Regions from separate parts of the Zea mays genome. Here all the other regions are linked to region 1. A link is a contact called in public Hi-C data. All regions are on one chromosome and are shown on one strand. The core of a region is the stretch at or near the end of the contact, and the rest is flanking DNA. Distances in the headings are between cores, read along the strand shown.

The links. A called contact is a pair of places that touch in the nucleus more often than the background predicts.
Region 2: a contact with region 1 is called in a Hi-C map of bundle sheath, with 4 times the contacts expected there. The contact joins the promoter of LOC100381650 here to the promoter of LOC100194137 in region 1. A contact is called at or near these places in 7 of 25 Hi-C or Micro-C datasets (bundle sheath, ear, leaf and 2 more).
Region 3: a Hi-C map of endosperm shows a contact between it and region 1, with 2.9 times the contacts expected there. The contact joins the promoter of LOC100277450 here to the promoter of LOC100194137 in region 1. A contact is called at or near these places in 3 of 25 Hi-C or Micro-C datasets (ear, endosperm and tassel).

The regions. Positions count from the first base shown.
Region 1 is chr9:110,920,982-110,924,918 of Zm-B73-REFERENCE-NAM-5.0, forward strand. It overlaps LOC100194137, which reads right to left and starts at 1,915. Exons shown (of 7, transcript NM_001139189.1): 1 at 1,720-1,915.
Region 2 is chr9:110,763,815-110,767,751 of Zm-B73-REFERENCE-NAM-5.0, forward strand. LOC100381650 (putative STRUBBELIG family receptor protein kinase) reads right to left here and starts at 1,885. Exons shown (of 17, transcript NM_001354721.1): 1 at 1,440-1,885; 2 at 116-245; 3 at 1-34. The coding sequence starts at 1,554.
Region 3 is chr9:111,059,096-111,063,032 of Zm-B73-REFERENCE-NAM-5.0, forward strand. It overlaps LOC100277450, which reads left to right and starts at 2,131. Exons shown (of 1, transcript XM_008661654.4): 1 at 2,131-3,008. The coding sequence starts at 2,411. The coding sequence ends at 2,680.

The sequences.
Region 1 (3,937 bases), core at 665-3,164:
GCTTGCCAGTGGGACTGAATTCTGTCATGGAGATCAAGTCCCCTTGCGTGGATGGATTCCAGCCATCGAGAATGACTCCTCCCCTAGGCTGAAAGTAGCACAGTCTGAAACAGAAACTGAAAGCAACCTAATAAGCCCTGAAACGCTCCTTATTGATTAAGCAAACTAGCAGGCTATCACAGCTCAGTTATACAAGAATTCAGTTGCTACAAATACTGGCCATGATTAGGCGATTCCAGATTTTAAAATTTAATAATATGTATTTGTTGTACTTCTTGAGTGCCATTAGACAGATAATGATGTTTGCTGTACTGATCCTATTAGTTTGGATTTAATGAAATTTGTGTGCAAACTACACCATTGCTTCCTGTAGCACTTTTGAAATGTCAGTTTTCAGAGCAGCAACAACTCTGCTGCAACATGTTTCAGAACTTCAGTTCAGAGATTCAGCCAGGGTTCATCTTTTCAGTTTTATTTGTGAATATCACCAAAGTGTTGCTACCTAAAGTCCTGAATTGAGTTCTTCCAGGGATTGTCTATATGAATGAACTGTAATAGAAGTAGAATTACTTGTGGAAATTTTTGTTGCCTGAAAGAGAGCTTAAAATCATGCCAACACTAAATGAAGGAACCTAGTGATTGTACATGCGCAGAGCAGTCACACTCTTCAAATAATGTACTTCTCAAAACATTACTGCCAAACTAAATAATGAACTGTGAACAAAGTACATAGAAACTGTTTTCAAGTATGAGAACAATAGTTATGAAATAATGTATTCTATGCGATGGGTAACTGGTGTCCACGGTGGCTGAAGGCAAGAATGACACAGGAACCATCCCTACAAAATAGTACCATGGCACTTCTAAAAGATGGAGAATGGAATAAATTGTGGATTTTCTGTGGGAGGGTCTTTGTTTGGTAGACCATTTTTTTAGAGAAACTAAAAATCATGGTTTTGGGGTATCTCCATTGAAGTTGCTCTTATGTTCCACAATAGTAATTCAATGCGGCTGAGAAATGAAAAGGCGCATTCAGTTACAGCTGCAAGCAGCCATTACTGCCTCATATCCACATCTTCAATAAATTGCCCCCCAACGAAGCATTTTGTCAAGAACGTGCAATGGAAAGTTTGGCCCTAGATACAATACACTCCTAATCACATGCTACCACAATTATGTTAATCTAGTAATGAGCCACTTCCACAAGCCAACGTGGTGAATAATACCATGACCATAACAAGATGAGACACTACTATGCGCACTAAAAAGCGCAAGTGTCCCCTCATTCTTTACATCCAGAAGCGAGGAGTGGGCACATGCACCAGCCTGAGCCACACAAACCCTTGCCTGGCCATCTAGGTTCCGCAGTGTGCTGGAACATGGGACTATCTAGGAATTCAGAAATGTTTCTGCCCGGAAATTAGGTTTGAGGAAATGCGAGACCAATCGATCGACCAAACAATCAACGCTCATTTACAGTAGCGAAACACCGTGCGGTTGGATCTGAAACCGGCTGGACATTCGCTCTACGCTGAGCTTGAGAAATCGACCGGTCGCCAACTCCGCCCTGGTCCCAGGAGGCCGCTCGCTCGCGGTCGCGCGTGGCCTCTACCGGACCTCACCCCGGAGGGCCCTGGCAGGGGACGAGGCCCACACACTACGATGGCAAAGATTGATGGAAAAAGAAGTAGTGAGGACGACTGCAGGCGGGGCGCTTACCTCAGGCGATGGGCGGACCGGCAGGAGAGCGGGCGAACAAGAAACTGAGACGTGCGGCGGCAGGGAAGTCTAGGGCGACGAGATGGGACTGCTTCCAGGCTGCCACCGCTGCTGCCGCCGCTTGAGTGGTGCTCGGACGGGGGAGGAAGCGGAACCCTAGGCGGGGAGGGAGGAGGATTTCAATTTGGGAGGTGAGGAGGACAAGAGGCGGCCGGAAGGGAAGGAAGGGGAGGGGAGGAAGTAGTTGCGAGCTTTGATGAGAACCAACTGCTGTCTGAAAGCGGAGCGGTGCATGATAGGGACGAGAGATCCGACCGTTGAGTCCGGGCGGGCCCCAGACCCGGTGCGGCGCGGATGGCGCAGGCCCACGTGGGCGCCCGTGCACCGACGCGCCTGCCGTTTGGGTTTGGTACTTTGCGTCGTAGCCGTTGGGGAACGAATCTGCGTTCACTTGTCCGTCGTGGGGGGCCTCGCAAGTCGCAAGGCCTGCAAAATTGAAATGACGAAGAGCGATCTAGCGCTGACCCTGACCGTAGCCTGAATTTTTCTTTTTTTCTGAATGAAAGAGGGAATCTGAACCTATGATATTAGAAACTCCTAAAATTTTATCCTATATTTTTATAGCCCTGTCTAGCGCATAGTGAATATAAGAAAAAAAATCTCTAATCATCTATGTACAGTTTTCCTGCTTTAGCATGTCGTGGCTTTAATTTTGTTGCAATTATCTAGGAAAGTAAAAGAGATACAGAAACAGTAAAATGAGTTTTTATTGTTCTCTAGATAATTTTGAAGGACCTCTACAATCATTGCAAAGAATAAATGTCAACAATTGTATTCTTTCGTCATATGATTCTCTAGACTTGAACTAATTGATGGAATTTTATGTGCCATTTTTTATGCATCATCATATCCCAAAATGATTGCATCTGGGTATTTCGATGTCCCAATGTCAGTAATTGAGTGCACTGTTGATATGGGATGTGAAAGTTGAACCTCCATAGGGTTGAGTTGCATTTACTGGGTTAGAAGATTTTGTTCTTCTATTTTCTTTGCTAGATAGAAGCTGCATCCGTGGAAATAATTGTATTTCTCTCCCTCTTACTTGTGACTTGAGTAGTTTTATTTGATACCTCTGCTCTTTTCGACACATTTCTCGTGAAATTGTAGGATTTTGTAACAGCCTTATAATTAGTAAATGCATATGACATGTTGTTTGTAGTGTGTTGCAAATTAATGAGTTTCTGAACTTGAAGTTCCGTTTCTAGAGTATGTGGATCAGGGATGGAGATGTCTGTAGCATCCCAATTGATTCCCTAGCAATTTTTGTGGTTTTGAGTTCTCCCGTTAATGCTAACGAACAGATCTTCATTGAAGATACAATATACACACCAAATCATGAGTAGGTCTCCCTATGAGGGACTCTAATGATTTTATGATAGATAGATATTAATATCCCAAAATTTTCCCCAATTCGCAAGAAGGGACCATAATTGTACGATGTATTGAGATCTGTACGTTTGTAATGAAACTAAACTTTCATAGATGGAAAATATTGGGTGGATTTTCATGTACTAGTTGTAATAGGGAGGTTGCATGATATGCAATTGGATGTAATCAAATCAAGTCAACATTGTGTAAGACAGTGTGACCCCAACATATGGTCAACCTCCCCCTAATCCTTGTTGAAGCCACAAGGGCTAACCTCTCAGACAGGTAACACCAAGGATAACCATGAGGCTTCTCCTCGTGCAATTGGTGCTCCAATTATGGTGTAAGTGCAATCAACCTCTTGATGATTTTGCTGATAGAATGACAAAACAAATAAAGCTTCTAATAAGTATGCTTCAAGTATGTACTCAGTTATCGTAAGATCCAATGAAGTACACGAGATCATATTGAATAAAACTTGGAGCATGTAATTCAATAGAATCATGCAGTTCTTTCAATAGAGATTCATTTACCCTACGTGGTTCCAAGCGATCAAGACTTTATTTTTAATTTCATTTGAGTCATAGGAATCGCCATGTTTCTTAGAGGAATTCGCAAAGAGGTAACAATGTTTGCAATTTGCTTAAAAATCTCTACTTCAAAATCTATTTTTGAAACTTGGTCTTTGGACCGTGATGTGCAAAGTTCAACCTTCTAGAGTTCGCTGGTTTGAGATGCTCTCTAGAAAATATTGTTTCAACCATCCCCTAGGGGCGGTTCCCGAGATTGG
Region 2 (3,937 bases), core at 635-3,134, 160 kb before region 1:
CAACTGTCCTCCCAAGTTTGCAGCATTCATGGTTCTAAAAACAGTGAGTTGATAATGGTGAAACGTAAAACAAATACAATAGATAACAGGAAATGCGATGAAGAACCTGACATACATTCCAGTTATGGAAGAGCCGGTACACACAACACCCTGCCAGCTCTCACCGCACGGGTCTCCACCATTTCCAGTCCATCCAGGTAGAAGTGGTGATCCCAGTGACATGTACAGTCCGTTTATGGCAGAGACTACAGATGATAAAAGAAGCGTGAAGAAACAATCAGCATTGAGTAACCCTTAGGGAAAAAAACGACACTGCCTGCATTGCACTTGCACAACACCTGACCTAAAACAGAGTATAAAAGAAGATTTTGCGCTTGCAAAGAATCTAAATTCAATAATTTAGGAACATGATCCCACGTCAATACTTAACAATTGACTAATGAACCAACTACACACTAATCAACATTATTGTCAATTAGACTACCGTCCTAGGATCCCAGCATGGGTAGGGCCCTCACTACGTGCACAATCTGCAGTACCATAATGTGACAATTAACACAAGTAGTGCGGTTAAAGCTCCCGTGCTGTTTGTGTTGTACTGCTAGTGTAATTAGCAAACCATCCTGCTACCAGTACGCCTAACGTAATTAGCAAACCATCATTTTCCCCTGCATCTGCATGTTATCAATATCCACGGATCCAGCACGCGAGCAGCCCATCCGCGTCTGCCATTGTTGTCATAAGAGATAAGACAGGAGCACAAGACAGACAGCTCGTTTCGATAACGCCTCAAAGGTTGCTTTCGTTATCCCAGCCGAAAGCGACGGCCCCGCGTGGCACAAACCAGCTGAAAACACCAAGGCGATCCAAATTACAGCCGCCCTGCAGCAGCTGCAGTAGCAGGCAGACGCGAGGTTGCAGGTTTCATGACAACTACTTAGCCGCCGGGCGGGCGAGCTCGGATGTCGGGTTCACTCTCACGGAGCCGAAACTGAGCTTGTAATAATCCATAAAAAGCAGAGGCCCTTATCATTCCCCACTTGTGACTTGTCACCCACACACCACACAGCAGCGCCGGCACCGACATAATTTCACCGCGCCGCACCGCACATATCCTTAACTACAGGTGGGCGGGCACCGGGCAGGCGAGAAAGCAAGAGCGCGAGAGCAACGCGAGCCGCAGCTCCCCCAGCTGGCAGCTGCGCCAGAGCACGTCAGCGCCGCACAGAATCAATCCGATCTCCGCGCCCTGCTTGGGTGCTTCGCTTCGCAGTACAGTACAGTACCACCGACAAGACCGGAGCAACCCACCTGCGCCGGCAAAACAAAACTCCAAACCAAACCAGCGCGCGATCGAGCGGTGGCGAAGCGGTCCACGGAACCAGCTCGCTGCGAGCAGAGCAGCGCAGACGAGACGGGGAGGGGAAGCACGAGCGTACCGTCGGTAGCGTCGGTGACCGCGCGCACGAGTCTGGGCGCGGCCGCCAATGCGACGAGCAGCGCCAGCAGCAGGAGCGGCCCGGCGCCGCGGCGGCGCTCCGGAGCCCGCTGCATGACCTCGATCCCAATTCCCGACGGGGTCGATCACACCATTCGGCGCCGCGCACCCCCGGTCGGATCGCGACCGGCGCCGCGCTCGGAGCAATGGGGCCGTGAGGCAGCGGCGAGGAAGAGTGGGCGGAAGCGACGAGGCGGAGACAGAGGAGATGGTTGGGGTACGGGACTGGGGCTGGGAGTCTGGGATGAGCAGCGACGCAACTGGCAAGGCAAGTAGTGGCTGCGTGTGCGTAGAGCAGTAGGCAGGGAAGGAGGGGAGCACGCAAGACGCAACGCAAACAGAGCGGGCGTAAAAATGGTGGGCTGGCTCTCGCTCGCCTTGGGAGTTGGGACGTTGCCCGAGACACGGCACGGGGTGTGTTTTGTTTTGTTTACTGCGTGGGGGTGGGGATGGATGAGATGATTGGGCGTAGAGATGGCAATGGGTACCCGAAACCCAAAACCCGATGGGTTTTTACCCCATTAGGGTACGGGTTTAGTCCAATTTTCATACCCATGGGTTTGTTAATGGGCATAAATCTGTACCCAGCGGGTTTATGGGTACGGGTTTGTTCCTACAGTATCCAAACCCGTGAACCCGTGGGTTTTTTAAACCCGACCAAACCTAGTGCATATTGTCATTTTATTTTATAAACGAACAACAAACTTATTATTCCTTATTTACTTCATAATTTTTACCAATTGGTGAATGTATCAGTAGTCGGTGAGAGTGTTGCTTGCTTGCTATTATATTTTTTTACTAGCGTTATATATGTGGTGGATGGATAACTTAGTGCAAGGTCACTTAATTATACAACTTATTATTTGTATTTCATTCTCTCTACTAATAATTTTTATACCAAATCATGAACTCGTTGTTCATTACATAGATTTTGGATCATGATATCATTAATCATTACGATACTTATTGATTATGAGAAGATAAGTATATTGGAGATGAAACCCGCGGGTAACCCATGGGTACCTGTTAACCCGATGGGTACGGGTTTGGGCAAAATCTCAAACCCGTCATGGGTACGGGTTTTTTAATGGGCATAGATATTTTTCACGGGTACGGGTTTGGGACGGCAAAACCCAGCGGGTTTGTACCCGTTGCCATCTCTAATTGGGCGCGTCGGCCCGCGCTGGCGGCTGGCGGGGGGCCCGCCCGGGTGACGGAGACGGAGAGGGGGACTCCAGGCAGGGGATGCCGATGCCGTGGTCGCGGCGCCGGCTCGCGGCTGGCTGGCTGGTCCTCGGCGGCAACAGTGCGGGCGGCGTGGACCGCGGCATGTGCGCGGGGACGGACGGATGCGGCGCCTCCCTCGTGGGCATAGCTGGCAAGTTCTTGCCGGGTTTTGTTTCGTACTACTATTCGTTTCCCCCTTGTTCTGGCCCGTCGGCCGGCTGCTCGTACGTTTCGTTTGGTTGCCGACGAGGGTGACGACGATGCACGCAGTTTCAGTGACTACGTCCCGGCGGCCACAAGTTGGAACAAGACCTGCCGCGTTTACTACTGTCTGGTAGACTGGAAGTAGCTGCGTGTTCCAGTAGATTTCAATTGTGTAGTCGGGAGTCTCTGGTCTCTGGGCACCGAAATGCCCAGGATCCTTCCAAAACCGATCGAGCGATGGCGAGAGCCTTCGGGAGAGCGAAAGAAACAACCTCGGCAGTGTTTTCTGTGTGGTGCGCGCGCGCTTGACCGCGTCTACTTGCGCTGCGAGCCTGCGCCGCTGACTGACCGTTGCATTAACAATTACTAGTCGCATCGCATGCCCGTGGATCGCTACCGTTTCTCTACGTCATATGAATTTATTTTAGTAACACACAAAATATGTATTTCTGTTGGTTGAGTCATTGGGTGATTAAACATGGAAACCGGTTGACGTGGGCATTGTTGATGTTTGGAACACGTATCATATTCAGAAGCGGGTCCAGACATTTAAGATTTGGTATTCAAAAATTCAAAAGATTAAATAAATTAGTACTCTAACGCTATTTTGTGTAATACATTATTAACAAATTACTATAGATCACCACTATTACTGGTCACATTACTGGTTGTATCACCATGCTCAGAACGATATCTTTAATTCAATAAGATACATCATTCAAAATAAATGAAACCGACACTATTTTAATATTTGAGAAATCCAAAAGCACAAGATATACATAAATAAAAGCTATTATTAACCAAGTCATAATTTTTTAGTGATGAGGTCTCACTGTTACATTTCGATCATAATTAAAGGAACATCCCAACAACATCAAGATGCATTTCAGTGAATTTGTAACATTTGCCATGACTACCAGGCTTGTCTAGGCGATGACGAGCACTGATCTTTACCTGTTCGACGACAGCACTAGTAAGGCTCGCGGGTTGTGATTACTGGAGAACACG
Region 3 (3,937 bases), core at 881-3,380, 140 kb after region 1:
GGCCGCCGCCGGCGACTTCCGCCGCCCCTGCGTACGCGCGGACCGTCCGGCCCTAGGGCGCGGACCGTCCGATCGTCAGGCAGAGAAGCCCTAGCCGCGCACCAGGTCGCGGACCGTCCGGCCCCAGGCCGCGGACAGTCCGCCCCTGACCAGAGAGTACCACCGCGCCTCGCACCAGGCCGCGGACCGTCCGGCCCCACGCGCGGACCGTCCGCCCCTGTGCAGAGGGCACCGCCACGGTTCTTCTTGAGTAATTGGCGCTCCCAAAAGGCGTCAACAATAATCAACCGAGTTAATCTAATCTTGGGGCACGCAGACTGTCCGGGCCCAACGTTCACAAGTTTGTGTGTCCCCGAGACGTTGATGCTGGTGATGCATCTACCACGATCTTTGGCAAACTTACGTGGTGGTCTTCCATTGTAAATAACCACACCTGGAGCTTAATCTAGCTACCTGGTTGTAAAGGAGAACATTGTTGAAGTTTAACTGGGAATGGGAATGCAATTGAGATTGGACTGATTTTAATTTATAGTCCAGAAGTGGTGGCCGGTGGCATGGCAATGCAACACTACTAGCTAGAATTGTAGCTACAGCCAGTTGCCCTTCTTGCGGCTGGTTGTAGGGCTGGCTGCTCTCGCAAGCTGCTGGCGAAACAACTTTGGCTCTATGTGGCTGAGCTTGGCGGGCTGCTTTCGCAAGCTGCTGGCAGTCACAACAGCCGCTGGCGGAACAACTTTGGCTCTAGGTTGCTCAAGCTTCGTAAACATATCTAATATAGGTACATAAGAAACATGTGTATAAGATTAAGACCTAGACTCTATTTGTTCCTCTATCCTAAATATAGAGAATATTTTCTCCTATATAGTCTCTAAAAATATCCTCTAAAACTCTCTCTAAATAGACACTCCACTCATCCTCTATCCGCGTGATTGGTTTCAGTGCCCACGAGTGCTAGGCTCGTGCCGACCTAGACTAGCAGAGAAGCCTCCTCCCCGTATACCCACGCGTGCAAGCGGGAGCTAAAAAATTAACTGTGCTGCATGCGCGTGAGCAGACTCGTCTCATCCTAAGCAGGGGACCAATCACGTGCACGACCATAGTCAATGCACCCGCTGAGCCTGCACATAGCCGGCCGGGCTACCAATCACATGGTATATGTATGGACTTTCTCTTCTCTCCTCTAATTATTTTTATATTTTAGATAACAAATTAAACAAAACTAAAATATTATGTGCTTTTGATGTAGAGAGGACAATATATAGATAATGTTACTAGAGAGAAAAATTAGATAGAGAGAAAGAAACTTTTATAAAAATCTATAAAGGATAGATATAGAGACAACTGTTCATTTGGATTTAATCTGTACCGGTTTCTACTGCATCTACAATATTTTTGTTTCTATAGATTACATCTACATCAGTGCACAATTGTTTTTAATTCGAAGCTAACAGTCCTAAGTTTCCAATGTAAAAGATAGACATCCTGGGGACTGGGGACAGTATACATGTACGGGCACGGTGTGTGGGACACAGCCACACAGGCATGATGATGATGAGGTTGGAGAGTGGAGACCCAGGTCATGCAACGACGCGCACCAATTGAAATGAAGGACGTGGGATACTACCCTGCCCAGTGCCCAGGCTAGCCACTACGCCGCGCACCCCCACAGGCCCTCACAGCGCCAAGCAGTACATGTGACCGGTCCAAATAAGCCCAAGCAAAAGCGGCCCGGCCGGCGCGCGCATCTCCGCCGCGTCCTCTTGTCCAGCTGTCCCCGTCCACCGCGCGCCGAGCCATGCAAACGCAGTTTGCTTTGCCGCCCCGCGCGGCCGGCGGCCCTCACGTCAACCCGCACTCGACGACGACGCCACCACGCGCGCGCGTGTTTCGCCCCCTCGTCCAGTCGTCCGATCGGCTCTCCACGCCCGCAACGACGACGACGACAGAGTCGGCTGACGAGAGCCGCACTGGGCACGCAGTGCGGTGCCCACATACGACGGTAAATCCCAGCGAGAGCTCACGCGCACGCCGCCGTAAAGACAGCCACGGCAAGTCGGCAACTGCACCAACCACAGAGGCAGGAGAGAATTAATTGCGATAACCCCACCGGCGTTAACACGCGAGCCCCACCGGCGCACAGCTCGCTCGCCGGCCAGCGCGCGCTTGCTGCACTGCACGTACGGTACCCCCGGCACAGCACCCGTGACGTGATGTTTGTCCTTAGCAGCTAGCTAGCTAGCTAGCCCAAAGAAGCACCGAGCGAACACACACGTCGTCCTGCCTGCGGTCAAGCACCTGCGAGAGGAGAGCCTCAGCTAGCTAGCTAGCTGGTGTGTCCTATACTCGTATTGTACGTCCCTCACAGTCACATAGAAAGAGAGAGGCCGGGATCGATATCGCGATAGGTACGATGGCGGGGATGGCCGCGGCCGCAGTAGGGTCGGCGTCGTCGTCGTCCGGCCCGGCGGTTATGCTGCTGTGCGGCAAGGCGGAGAAGGTGCTGGGCGTGCAGAAGGCGCCCGGGAGCTGCCCCTACTGCGGCGGCGTGGTGGCGGCCACGGACGTGGAGGCCGAGTGGGCGCTCTGCTGCCTGCCGCTCTGCCGCAGGACCAAGCGGAGGTTCGCCTGCACCGCCTGCGCCAGGCGCCTCGTCACCTACCCGGCTATCCTGCATGACTAGAATAGAAGAAGAAGGTCGACGACGTACACCATCGACGGCCGGCCGGTTTTAATTTCCTTCTACTATCTTCATTCGCGTCTTCACCTCCGGCACTACTCCGATCTCCAGATCGACCAAGTCATCGAGAAGAGAGGTGCATTTGGTGGTCGCCCGTTTTGGTAAGAAGTTGAATTCGAACCTGAACCTCTGTTGCCAAAGTGCCAACTTTAGCCTACTCCACCGATTTCCAGCGCGGACATGCTCTTGGCGTATTTGCTAGTATATGCTAGTATATGAGATCGAAGGCCCGTGGTTAAGCTATCCGAGGATGTTCTTTTATTTTCACTCATTCGCTGCCGACAGATGGATTACTTGTTCAGGGAAAAAACACACAAAAATGCGCCTTTTTTTTTTTTGCCATCACCTACATACGTACCGTCTAGAAGTACGGTGCTTGGTCCGTGTCGCCTGACGCCGACTCTCGATCAGGGGGGAAAACACACAAAGAAAGCGGTTTTTTCTTTGCCGACACCTACATACGTCTAGGTACGCCGGCCGACTCTCGATAGCCAGATCGCACGGTAACCAGAGTTCACAGCGGGCCGATCCAGGATTTCACAACTGGGTATTCCACCTGCATAATTTTTTTTGATCAAATGTGCAATAGTAACAAGCAAAGCACAACTTTTGAGTATTGTCTCTAATAACTAAGAAATATTACAAACATCAAAAGTAGTACTCCCTCTGTCCACGTAAGCTCATCTTTTTAGTTTGTTCTAAATCAATCATTATTAACTCTGACCGATTACTAGATTCATCGTAAATTGAACTATAACTCTTTTAGTTTAAAATAATTTAATCTTATATATATTGTTGGTCAAATTTTAAATAGTTTAACTTAGTATAAACCTAGAAAGGCAAAGACCATGTTTGTTTCAGCTTTTTTTAGCTTCCGGTCACCAAAAGTTGTTCCGTACTGCCAACCAATCAGCTTTTCAACCCTCTTCTATAAAAATAGATTTGGTAAAAACCATCCAAAGTCAACATGAACACAAAATCGATCGAGTCGTGGCAATAGTAGGAGTCTGTCACTTTCTATATCCTGGACCTTATATGCGCATATTCATCTTCCTCCACACGTAACAACCATGATACTCAGATTCTCCTCACAGCCAAATTCTCCCCATAGCCAGATTCTCAGAAAAGCTGGTCACAAAAGGCTTAACCAAACTCATGTGGACGAAGGGAGTACAAAGTAACTTATGACACCCTTTTGGA